Linked DNA regions of Mus musculus: region 2 is linked to region 1. Evidence: chromatin contacts called from public promoter capture Hi-C data. All regions are on one chromosome and are shown on one strand. The core of a region is the stretch at or near the end of the contact, and the rest is flanking DNA. Distances in the headings are between cores, read along the strand shown. Region 1 holds the start of Fjx1 (four jointed box 1). Region 2 holds the start of Eif3m (eukaryotic translation initiation factor 3, subunit M).

Region 1 (6,466 bases), core at 1,414-3,913:
AGCTACAAGGGCAGTCAGCTAGCAGGAAAGCAGAGGCAGGTTCTATAAACACTGTCTAAAATAATCAAACATTGCTATAACTCAAACGGCATACCACTCTGCAGGGTGTGTTTGTGTGTGTGTGTGTGTGTGTGTGTGTGTGTGTGTGTGTGTGTGTGTGCTTGCTTTCTCTAGCTTATCCCTCTGTTTTCTGCAGTTCTGCATTTTGACTGTTAAAGCGCTTCATACATCTCATCCTGGTCATGAGTACACTCGGGCCTAGGGCTAAGTCTGGTTCTGGGGCTCAAACATGAAGTCCACTCATCATCTGAGACATGAGATCTTAGCCTGGCTCTTCACGCCTCCTTTCATCAGTACCCTTAGTGTGACTGTGAGAGTCTGGAACTTGGAGTGGCTGGTATTAAAGTGGACTTTCCCAGACTAATAATCTTGCTCCCCTCACATTCAGTCCCTCACCAATATTATTTTTTCCTTTTAAGAACTTGAGAGAAAAGTTTCTTTGTATCCTGTAGCAGTGAGATATTTAAACAAACAAACAAACGTGATGATGCTACTTGAAAAGCTTCATCTCGTTCTAGGTGAATCATTGCATCATTGCTGAATATGCGCTCAGTGCCAGGCTTTGTGCCCTGGCCACTGTTACACAGTGGGCAAGAGAACTCCCCATGCAGGGTACCATAGTGGGTCACTAGGCACTACACAGTCACAGATTCTGCCAAGAGCCAAAACCACAGAGTCACCAAGCACTGTGAATTGCCCCGCTGCCCTCGGGACATAACTTGGCCCACGGTGGCATTTAGTGTTCTGAGTTTAACTTAATCACCACTATAAAATGTAGTTCTCTAATTAGAGGATATTCTGATTATGCCCACAAGGTGGAGATCTTGCTTACAGTTTGCCCACACTAAACTCAATGCAGGGGGAAAAAAACACCTAAAAGTTACATCAAAAGACAAAAATTAAATTCAATGAATCCAGTTCTTATTTCATGTAATATACTATATTAGCTGGTATATGAAATAAAAATTTGATAAGAGACAGTCCCTGCTCTCTAGGGAAAGACAGGGGGAAGCTTGCATGAGGCAAGAAAAAAAAACTTTTTAATGAATTAATATATTGTACTGGATCCATATGGAAGGCACTGTAATCCTTTTATCAGATAAGCACTACAAGAAGCCCCGTGGTTGGGAACACATTTAAGAAAGACCCCACACTTTCAGGTGGCACACAAGGTACCAGTGGGAAAGAAACCCAGGAAGGTGTATGCCTTGGGTCAGCCATGTTTTGGAAGGTTAATGTATCTACTCTGTCACAAACATTTTACATTGTCTACCCTATAACTCCAGAATAAATATACACAGCACAGGCAGATGTAGCCCAGCTGAAACCTCGCATGTGTTCCCAGGAGAGGAATATAGGGAAAGGAAACACACACACACACACACACACATACACACACACAATGTGAAAGAAACCGATTTTAAACTCTGGCTGTAGGACTCGGGGAGGAGTCAGAAGAGAACCTGCTTAGCATACGTACTGTCCTGGGACAGTTCCCTGGCAGTGCCAGCTCTGGCTCTCAGGACCCCTCACGGCTCTGATCTTATGACTAAGAATCTCCAGTTTGAAATATGGGATACAAGAAGGGAAAGGAAAGATTCAGTTTGTTTCCAAGAGATTTGCTGGTAAATTAAATCCAAGAAAGTCTGGAGGAAGATGCATCAGTTTTTATAATGTGTTGGTTTGTTTTTTTCTTCACTGCCCCACTTCCCACTAGTCCTTTTTCCTTTACACTAAACTAGTAAAACAATTGTTTATTTTCCTTTGTTTGGGAGAAATTTATAATTGGGAATAAAGTGACTGACTAAATGACAACTTAAAAACAAGGTGAGAATGTTGACAATAAGTGTTTATATCTATCTAGATATCCCTATCTCTACATATTGAACTTTCTTTAAAATGGGAAAGCCAAGTGGCATGCGACCAGGGGACCTGACTTGGCTGTCCAACTTGCACAGCAAGGTTTAATTCCAAGCATCCCTGAGAAAAGTCACAGAAGTTAACCTCATTGCTCTCAAGCCTGCAATGATCCATACCGGGGAGCTTGCATCTGGAGAGAGGTTATGGGTTCAAAGTCATTGGCTACAGATGGTTCCTCTCCCAGCTGGAGTCACATCCTCTAGGGCTCGAGACTTTCCGGGGAATTTACATAAGCCAGCGTGAATCACACCAAGTGAGGTAGCAAAAGGACTCACCCTGACCCCTGCCTGTACTGCGGTGGGGGGCTGTCTGAAGTTTTCAGATCAGACACAGTCCAAAGGAGGGTACAAGGGGATCATCCCACTCCCAACAAGAGCACCGGACACGCCGCTACTCCCAAGCCCTACAATTGGTCTCTGCCCCCGCCCCCGCTCCGACGCCCCCGCACGGACGCCCTCAGTTCAGCCTCCTCCCCGCCCCGAAGTCCGGGACAGAACGTGGGGCCACCTCTCGCTCCTGGAAGGATCGGTTGCCGCTTTAAGGGGAAGAGGAAGGGAAGGGGCGGGGGAGTGGGGGGCGGGGAGAGGCGGCAGAGGAGGGGGAGGGGGATCCCCCTCGCTCCCACGTGGTCCGGGCGCCTGTGAATCGCGCCCGCCGGAGGGTCTCACAGCGAAATACAAAAGCTGCTGGGAAGCCACGGGGAGGCGAGTTCCCAGCGCCGGGGCAGAGCGCTGGCCAGAGCCCCGCAGCGCTCCGCGGCCGCGATGGGGCTCCGGCACCCGAAGCCCCGGAGCCAGCTAGCAGCCGGGCCCGCCTCGCCGCCCGCACCCGGGCGCCCGGGCTTGGCTTGAAGCGGCGGCGGTGGCACCGGCGCGCCGGCAGGAGCATGGGGAGGAAGATGCGGGGCGCCGCCGCCGCCGCGGGGCTCTGGCTGCTGGCTTTGAGCTCGCTGCTGACGCTGTGGGGAGGACTCCTGCCACCGCGGACCGAGCTGCCAGCCTCCCGGCCGCCCGAAGATCGACTCCCTCCGCATCCGATCCAGAGTGGCGGCCCCGCGCCCGAGCCGCGATTCCCTCTGCCCCCGCCCCTAGTATGGGACGCCCGCGGCGGCTCCCTGAAAACTTTCCGGGCGCTGCTCACCCTGGCGGCCGGCGCGGATAACCCGCCTAGGAGGCACCAGGACGACCGCGGGCGGCACGAGCCCTCCGGGCTGTCCTGGCCAGAGGAGCGCAGGGCGGTGCACGGGGGCGTCTTCTGGAGCCGCGGCCTGGAGGAGCAGGTTCCCCGGGGCTTTTCCGAAGCCCAAGCAGCAGCGTGGCTGGAGGTGGCACGGGGTGCTCGGGTGGTGGCTCTGGATCGCGGGGGCTGCGGACGCAGTTCCAACCGCCTAGCCCGCTTTGCCGACGGCACCCGTGCCTGTGTACGCTACGGCATCAACCCAGAGCAGATACAGGGCGAGGCCCTGTCCTACTACCTTGCGCGCCTGCTGGGCCTCCAGCGCCACGTGCCGCCGCTGGCACTGGCTCGGGTGGAGGCTCGGGGCGCGCAGTGGGTGCAGGTGCAGGAGGAGCTGCGCACCGCGCACTGGACCGAGGGCAGCGTGGTGAGCCTGACGCGCTGGCTGCCTAACCTCACCGACGTGGTGGTGCCCGAGCCCTGGCGATCAGAGGACGGCCGTCTGCGGCCCCTGCGCGACGCCGGGGGCGAGCTGACCAACCTCAGCCAGGCGGAGCTGGTGGACTTGGTACAATGGACCGATCTGATCCTCTTCGATTACCTGACGGCCAACTTTGACCGGCTTGTGAGCAACCTCTTCAGCTTACAGTGGGACCCACGCGTTATGCACCGCGCTACGAGCAACCTGCACCGAGGACCAGGAGGGGCGTTGGTCTTTCTGGACAATGAGGCGGGCTTGGTGCACGGCTACCGGGTAGCCGGCATGTGGGACAAGTATAACGAACCGCTGCTACAGTCGGTGTGTGTATTCCGAGAGCGGACTGCTAGGCGCGTCTTGGAGCTGCACCGGGGTCAGGACGCGGCGGCCCGGTTGCTGCGCCTCTACAGTCGCCACGAACCGCGTTTCCCAGAGCTGGCGGAGCTCTCAGAACCCCACGCTCAGCTGCTACAGCGCCGCCTTGACTTCCTCGCCAAACACATTTTGCACTGCAAGGCCAAGTACGGCCGCCGGCCCGGGGACTTAATAACACTCCGAGGAAGAGAGGGACTGGGGTATGAATGATGGGGGTTAGGGCTGTCTTCTCTGCCACGGGCAACGACCAACCAGCCAACGCCCACCCAATGGTCTGATCGCCAAGCTGTCTAAAAAAAAAAATTGTGTGTTACCCACTTGCCCCTTTCTTTTCATGCCAGGCTGTTTCCTTTCCAAGTTCTGGAAGGGCAAACTCACCGAGGCGAGAAGTGTAACATTCCCTCCACCTAGCTTATAAAAAGAGTTCTGTGCTTGTGTGGAGATTGGATCCGAAGAAACTGGCTGCTGGGGTTTGGCCCGGGAATGGCAGTCTCTTTGGGAGATGCAGTCCATTTTTGTCGCCCCCTCCACCCCTTCCCAAAAAGGAAAACTTCCGTTTGAGCTAATTCCTCTATTTCCTACTAAACACAGCGCTGGTGGCCCCAGAGCAGGCTGTGACAAGGGCTGGTGAAACCCCCTTCCTGTGTTCGCCCTTTGTTCCGGCGCGCGATGGTGAGATAACTGTTCCAAGCTGAGGGACAGCTCTGGATAGGACAAAGAGAGCAAGACTTCCCCGCCCCTGGGAGCCCTCCAGACCCTGACAGTTTGTCTCACCCATTCCTGAACTCCTATCATTTTGGCCTGAAGGCTATGAATTCAGGACTAGTTATAAGCAGAGTCAATAATGAATTTCTTCCTGCGTCTCCCAATTGACCAAAATTGACAATGATGATGTTCACCAGAGGGGGAAAAAAATCAGTTTCATGCACTTTACTTTTTTTAATTTTAATTTTTTAGTAAGAAAACTTTTTTATTTGACAGAATTTGCCTTCTGTGTGTATATATGTGCATAAATTGTGCTGTAAATAGACTAAACAAACTTATATTTCAATAAAAGGGAGTTTAAAATTTAGAACTTAATTCATGAGGTTTGATTTGATTGAGGGCTCTGGTCTCATCTCCTTTTGGAATGGGGTTGAGTTTTCTCTGGCGAGTGGGTGTGCTTTGTAAAACAGAGGATGCAGATCCACCCCCTTTGTGGTTGGGGCTGGGGAGCTGAACAAAGGCAAAAGCAGATTTCTCTGTCTTCCCTCAAATGGACCTTAGGACTAGAAATTTGAGTTCAGCCTGGAAAGGGAGAGAGGGAACAGGAAGAGATGAAAGAAGAGTGCTCCATTTCCTAGCAAATAAAAATGATATGAAAGGGTTTCACTGTAATATGTTCCTATATTAATCATGTGGTAAATATGATAGAACCAGATGTGCAGACTAAAACATGACAAATGCCCCCTTTTAAACTTAACAGCAGTGGTCACGTGCTGCAGGTTATTTCCAACATTGTAATTGCCTTGCAGCACAATGTGTGCAGATAATAAGCTAAGCACAGATTGCAAACAGGTAGAGGGTGTTATAAATTAATTCTGCCTTTTAATCTCTGGCATACATTTCACTGCATTCAAGAGATCATAATCTCCAACATCTGGACTCCTGGTGCTCTGTTGGTTGGGCTGCTTGGGGGGTTAGTTAGCAACAACTGCATGTCCTCTCAAGGCAGCCACTGGGACAAGAGAGGGAACAATAAGTACTTTAGGCAATGACATTTGGATTGTGGACAATGGGAAACTTAAAATTTAGAAAATTTGGATTGGTGTCTGGGCCCAAGTGACCTTTCCTATTGCATTTTCATTTAATGATCTTCAATCCAAGCAACTCTCAGTCACAACCCTAATAGCTTTTTATTTGACTTGCATTTGCAAACCTTGAGTTTTATGGACGCAGGAAAGTATTAAGTCTCTGTGGGTCCCCCCTCTCACTCAGCACTATAACATAGTATGTAATTTAATTATTTAATGCTATCCTTATGTTTCCAGAGCCTTAGTCTAGCTTTAAGAAAAATACAGTGCATAAACTGTGTGGTGTAAGCCAAATTTTTTCAGAGACTAAATACAGAATGTGCTGATAATGGCAAATACATCTTCTTTCTAGACACGGTGAGACCTCTGATAATTACACTTTTGAAAAAGAGACATTTTTCATTTCTGATGATTAATAACTGTGAGATTTGCTGTGGAAGTTAATGGAGGCTGCTCCAAGAGGAGGGTAGATATTAGGCCACTGGCATTTTTTTCCTCAGCACATGTCATTGAGGGGAGCAATGAGTAGAAGTAAGTTAGGGGTTTCACCGGCTGCACAAGAACTGCACCCTGCCCCGTTACAGCTTCCGTGGGCATGCACACGTTCTGGGCCAACAGCATTCTAGACATTCTTCCTGGGCTTCAGCTCCAAGCCCAGACTTGA
Region 2 (6,466 bases), core at 1,328-3,827, 2.6 Mb before region 1:
CCTGTCATATAGTAGATAGTACTTCTTGTACCATTTGTCTAAGGCAGATTTGTGTTTAAAGAAAAACCTTAAGATTATCAGAAAACATTTTATTAACGAAAAATAATGCTAGGGTCTTTTTTCAATTAAGAAATGAATTTGACAAAAAGTGTCATTGAAAAATTATAAAGGAGTATGCTGGCTAGTTTTATGTCAGTGTCATACAATTTATAATTACCTGAGAGGCAGGTACCTTCTTTGAGAAAATGCTTCCATAAGATTGGGCTTGCAAGCAAGCTGTAAGGCATTTTCTCCGTTAGTGACCAGTGGGGCAGGGCTCAGCCCATTGTAGGTGATGCCATCCCTGGCTGGTGGTCCTGAGCTCTACAAGAAAGCAGGCTGAGCAAGCTATGAAAAGCAGGCCAGCAAGCAGCAGCATCCGTGGCCTCTGCATCAGCTAGAGTCTTGATTTCCTTCAGTGATGGACAATGATGTGGAAGTGGAAGCCAAACAAACCTTTTCCTCCCCAACTTGCTCTTAGTCATGGTGTTTCATCATGGCAATTAAAACCTTAATATGACAGTTAATCCCTTAGTGATAGAAAGCTTGCTTAGTCCACACAAAGCCTTGGGTTTGGTTCCATCACAATAACATAAACAATAAATAAGTTGCATGCTTTAATTTTGTTCTCTCTGGAAGGTCAACCACCTGCTGGTACATAATTTTGTCAGAGAGATCAATATGTTTTTAGCGAATGAGTAAATATCTAAAGATTCAAATAATTTTGTCTCTATCCTTTTGAAACCTCCTTCTCAAAAGTCCCCTGAAGTCACCTCTTTTACTTCACAAAGTCATAGAATAAAGGAAATCAGAAAAAAGGGGCGAGTAAGGGACGGGGCTAATATTAAAATAGGGTTTTAAAATGTTCAACAAAATATATGTATTTTTAAAGAAAGACTTATTGATGAGTTAAAATAAAATACTGAAGAAAAAGCTGGCAACATTAACATTTGAAACAAATTTCCATCAAGAAAGGGGAAAGAAGCTGAAAGCAAGGTTGAAAAGTATTAATCTTAGAAAAAAAAAGTCACCTTTCAAAATTCAAAGCAAAGATTGCTGTGATGATGAGCAAGGGTTGCCCTCCAGCTTCAGTGCCCGGGCCTTGGCCTAGTTAACTAGTATATTAGTGTGTTTACAGGACCACTGGGTATCTTCTCCCTCCTGAAATTCTGAGAAGACCATTCTAATAAATATGTTCTGGCTCAGCGCCCCACTCTCCTCTTACACCCTCTCTTCTCTCCTCTCCCCCCTCAGAAATCTGCTCCCCTCTTTTCAACCAGTCTCTCTTCCTTTTCTTCCTTGAGAACGTACCCCCCCACACACACTCATTCCACATTGTAACCCAGTACTCCAGGAAGATTGTCTTAGTGTGCTTCCCATTGCTATGATAAAATATTGGCCAAAAACCGACCTGGGGAAAAAGGGTTCATTTCATCTGACAACTCTCAGGTTAACCTCCATCGCTGAGGAAAGTCATGGCAGGAACCCAAGGCAGGAACCTGGAGGTGGGAACTGAAGCAGAGGCTTGCTCGCTGCCTGCTGACTTGCTCCTTGTGGCTAGCTTGGCTTACTTTTCAATGCAACTCAGGGCCACCTACCCAGGGTGGCACCACCCACAGTGGGCTGGGCCCTCCCATGTCAATCATTAAGGAAGAAAATACCTGACAGGCCATTTATTGGGGACATTCTATCAACTGAGGATACCATGTGTATATTCTCTAATAAAGTCTGTTTTTACTTTTTCAGCCCACTTTTTAATTGCATTTCCCCCTTATTGTTGCATTTACAATGTTCTTGATCTTCATGGCTCCAAGTTCTGCATCCAGGTTCAATCAACTGCAGACTATAATATTCTGGAGAAATATCTGTGCTGAATACGCAGACCTTGTCATTCCCTAGAAAACAGAGGACATAGAATTTACATTGGATTAGCTATTTTAAGTGCCCTGGAGATGACTTAAAGTACACAGGAGGTTATATAGACACGAACTAAGCCATTTTTATGTAAGCGTCTTGAGCCCCATAGATTCTGGAATCCTTAGAGGAGGGATCCTGGAGTCAATCCCTAACATACACTGAGGCACTGTGTATTCTGGATAAGTCCTTATTAATTAAGTGGGAGCATTCTTTGAAAACTAGTCACCCTTACTTAGCAAGGAGCATGGCCTAGCAACTGGACCAGCAAACTGGGAAGCATAACACAGGGGAAAAAAAAAATAGTTCCAAGGCTTTAGGGACAGGGGGCACCTGGAAAGCTCTCAGAGGCAGCAAGAGCTCTCTAGGCTCCCGAAGCTTTGGCCCAGGTAGGGTTCCGTGACCCGCAGGCAGCAGGCGGGCAGAGGACACTTTAGCCCAACCCACCTAAGTTTCCGGGGAGAGGGGAAGATTTCAGGTAGGAGCCTGCGAGGAGCTGAAGCAGAGGCCCGCGGGGAGGAAGTAGTACTGTGGGCCCCGCCCACGAGGCCCGCCCTCTGTGGCTGACCCGGAAGCGGTTGTGCGTAACCCTGTACGGCACCGCTCTCTTTTCCGGTCGGCGTGTTTCTGGATCGGAGCGTCTTCCGCAGCCCGGCCTTCACCATGAGCGTCCCGGCCTTCATCGATATCAGCGAGGAAGACCAGGTGCACGATGCTGGGCCCTCGGGGCAACGGGTGCGGGGGATTCCCGGGACGGAGCCCGTGAGGGGGAGCGCGCTCTCCTGACCTGGGTCTCGGCGCGTGCGCGGCCGAGGGTCCGGATGCGGGCCCGGTGGGCGCCAGGGCTCGTCCGCAGTCGTCGATGACGACCCAGAACTTTTCGGGGACAGGGACCAGCGTCTGCTAAGTTCGCGTGTGGCCCGCAGGAGCAACTTTGAGCGTGTGAATGCGGGCCTTCCGCGGCCACAGGCGACGGTGGCATGCATTTTACTAGTTGGCTCGCGTTTTCTGTTCCCAGGCGGCTGGGAGGCAGGAGCATCTGGCGGGCCATCCTGGACACTTTGAAGTTCACTAATTGGGGTTTACACCTGGGTGTACAGGACAGATGGCTTCTCCTTTTTCTGTAACAGGAGGTTAATTGTTGGGATGACAGTCTTTTAATTTTCTACAACCCAAACTGTTCTTCGTGAGCATGCATACGCTTTTATAATACCCACTGACAGAAACTTGGGGTTCCATATGTTACACAGGAGAAGAAAGGAAGTTATGCACACATAGAAAGATGCCGCATTAAGAGTATTTGACAGCAGAGGAAGCTAGAGTTCCCAGGCATTGACTAGTATTTACCAAAAAGGTACTTCAGGCCAGGGGCTGAATAGAGCCTTGGCATTGGCCATATTGTAGAGTGTCTTGTTGTCAGCAAGAATGATATAAAAACATTAAACTTAACTAATTCTTAGAAAAAGATTTGTAAAGCAGGAAGTGAACAAATGCTTTCTTTACATCTTGGTTAGATTATATATTTGTGTCATAAAGAAAAAGAATGATTTCTGCTGTTATTTTGCTTTTTCTAATATGACACTTGAGTTTTCAAAATATCTTTTTTATAATACCATGCCATCTTCTGTATAAAATTACTATGCTATTGTTTGGAAAAATAATTCCATCAGACCTAAGGGTTTGTTAGGTTTCTGAGGTCACCAAACACATTTGTGGGATTAAAAATGTTGGTTATTTTCCCCAAGGCTCTTTTGGCTTTGTCCAGACAATTTGACATCCGTGCTTTTTCTTTCCCCAACCCCCTTCTTGTTTTGATATTTGGGAAGTGTTTCACTATGGCTTGTTAAACCTTGGCTGGCCAGGAACCTGTAGAGATCCCCCTGCCTCTGCCTCAAGTGCTGTGGTCACAGTTATATGTCACCTCACCCTGCCCACCACCTCACCCTGGCACCTGTGCATTTTCTAATGGAACGCTTTATACTGTGATTCTTTAAGTTTTTATTCTGTTAGCTTTAAGTCATCTACATTTCTGTTTCAGTGCATGAATGTTAAACCATCGAAGGAAAAACGTTGTTAAAGATCCTAACTAGAGAGTAAAGTAGGAAACATCCAAATGACTTATTTTAGTAGTTATTTTGATAGTACCAAAAGTGCTTTCTGCCTCTGAGAGTGATGTTATGTTTTAAGATATTTGTTATACAGTGCATTGATAGACAATTTGATACACATACACTTTCATGCAGGCTGCACTGACAGGCATTATCTTTTTATATTGGTATCTCCCAAAATGCTTGTCTCAAATGGTTCTCAAGTTATTAGCAAATGAATAGACTATTGTCCGGATGATGACTGTGATTTTAGTAGTGCTATTTATATATACATTTGACAGCTATAAAATTTTCACTTACTGGGGGAAAAAAACCTCTTCAACTTTGCCAAGTCAGATTGATGTATCTTTAGTCCCCATCCCTCCCAGTGGAGACCGCTTAAATGAAATAAGTAAAGCATTTGCTATAGACTGGAAGTCCAGTGGATACAGGTGGCAGGAAACTGAATATGATCTTTGTGAACTATGTGTCTGCGTGGACTTTGTAGAGGGAGGGAGGGAATCAACACAATTGGAGGGTAGTTAGTTAGCACTTGCATGTTACTTTGGAAGCAGGGCAGATGAGTTTGATATTTGTGTTTTATCATAACTTGATTTTTACAAGTGGATCTAGAGATTTAGCAACCCTGTTTGATTCATAGGCTGCTGAACTTCGAGCTTATCTGAAATCAAAAGGAGCTGAGCTCTCAGAAGAAAACTCGGAAGGTGGACTTCATGTAGATTTAGCTCAGATTATTGAAGCCTGTGATGTGTGTCTGAAGGAAGATGATAAAGGTTTGTTTTAATTCATTCTACAAAATATTTCTTACAAGTTCTCTACCTTAAAGTTTTTCTTGTCAGTTATATGCTTTGGTTTGAGACTTAAGATTTTTAAGCAATGTAGAAGGGAAAGAATACAATCAAAAATAATTATGAAGATATTTTTCAATTAAATATTTTCAGTTAGTTTTAAATGTAATATTTTCATATAATTTCAGGGTTTTTTTCTGTTAGACCTATAAAGTAAGCCGTTCTGGGGGAACCTTTTAAAAAAACGGAAAAAGTGTGTGTGTTTGTACATATACTTGATGTTGATGGTTTTAAAATGAACTGAAGCGTTTGGATGGACATCAAAGAGGGTGTTATTTCAAGTAATATTTAATTTAATATTTAATTGTTCAGCTGCTGCCCATTGAGATACAGCTTCTCAATAGTCAGTATAGTTTCTGTACTGTGAACTCTGAAATATTTGTTAAAGTTTAAATATTAAATTTTTAGAGCGATTAATATCTCTAATACTTGAAAATGAGTTAAGCAGCAGGAATATAACAGCCATTCACTTCTAAATAATTCTCTACATGAGGTACAAAGTTTTCTTCAGTTGTTGAGACCTCCTGACCTAAAATCCAGCTAGTAATTTCAAGATGATTGTGTATTATGCCAATGGAAATCATAAAGAAAACGTGGATGTGTAAATGCTGGCGCTACAGTGGTGCTGGTGAGGTGAGAGTTCATGGATGCTGTAGTCTTAAAGCTCTCCCTGAAATCAAGGTGTTCTCTAACTTTCACAGTAGGCAAGCTATGTATTTTAAGCATCTTTGTATTGAAATACTAGAAATGTGTGCCAGATTGGACGCGCTGAAGGTTGTGTCTGCTGACTGTGCTCTTGATGCCTATGTAGATGTTGAAAGTGTGATGAACAGTGTGGTGTCCCTCCTGTTGATCCTGGAACCAGACAAGCAAGAAGCATTGATTGAAAGTCTGTGTGAAAAGCTGGTCAAGTTTCGGGAAGGCGAACGCCCATCTCTGAGACTACAGTTGTAAGTTTTAGACTGCAAGACCTAGGTGGAGAAATGGCTCTGCAGAGTGCCTGAGTTTAGTTCCCAACACTCGTGTCAGATGGCTCAGCTTCCCCTAACTCCAGCTCTTGGAGATCCAGTACTTCTGGTCTCTGCTGGCACCTGTGCACCTACACACACACACACATATACAAAATTTTAAATAATAAAAGTACATTTTTTTTTTAAAGATACAGCATTCAGAGGGATGTTTGTATGGTATAAATTATGATTGTTAGAAGCAGGAATTCTGGAATTGGACTGTCAGCAGCTTTCTGTCTTGGGCAGTCACTCAACCTTTCTGTGCCCCAGTTCCCTCTTTAGATGAAGTTATTATTAGTGCTGCCTTGTATTTGTGGTGAGAGCAAATAACCTCAATTAGTACTTTGGTTGTTTGTTAACCAGGCTCAGCAACCTTTTCCATGGGATGGACAAGAATACTCCTGTGAGGTACACAGTGTACTGCAGCCTCATCAAAGTGGCGGCATCATGTGGGGCCATCCAGTACATCCCAACGGAGCTGGATCAAGTGAGTGTTGTGCTTGTAGGAAGTGAAGCTTACTTAGGTGGGAACTCAGGTAGGAGCAGC

The links. Promoter capture Hi-C pulls out the DNA fragments that hold promoters and counts their contacts.
Region 2: a promoter capture Hi-C map of liver shows a contact between it and region 1, with 2.2 times the contacts expected there. The contact joins the promoter of Eif3m here to the promoter of Fjx1 in region 1.

The regions. Positions count from the first base shown.
Region 1 is chr2:102,447,989-102,454,454 of GRCm38.p6, reverse strand. Fjx1 (four jointed box 1) reads left to right here and starts at 2,663. Exons shown (of 1, transcript NM_010218.2): 1 at 2,663-5,089. The coding sequence starts at 2,867. The coding sequence ends at 4,219.
Region 2 is chr2:105,013,138-105,019,603 of GRCm38.p6, reverse strand. It overlaps Eif3m (eukaryotic translation initiation factor 3, subunit M), which reads left to right and starts at 2,577. Exons shown (of 11, transcript NM_145380.2): 1 at 2,577-2,658; 2 at 4,702-4,834; 3 at 5,721-5,859; 4 at 6,283-6,406. The coding sequence starts at 2,617. Gm38521 (predicted gene, 38521) reads right to left here and starts at 2,483. Exons shown (of 2, transcript NR_165821.1): 1 at 2,401-2,483; 2 at 1-1,934.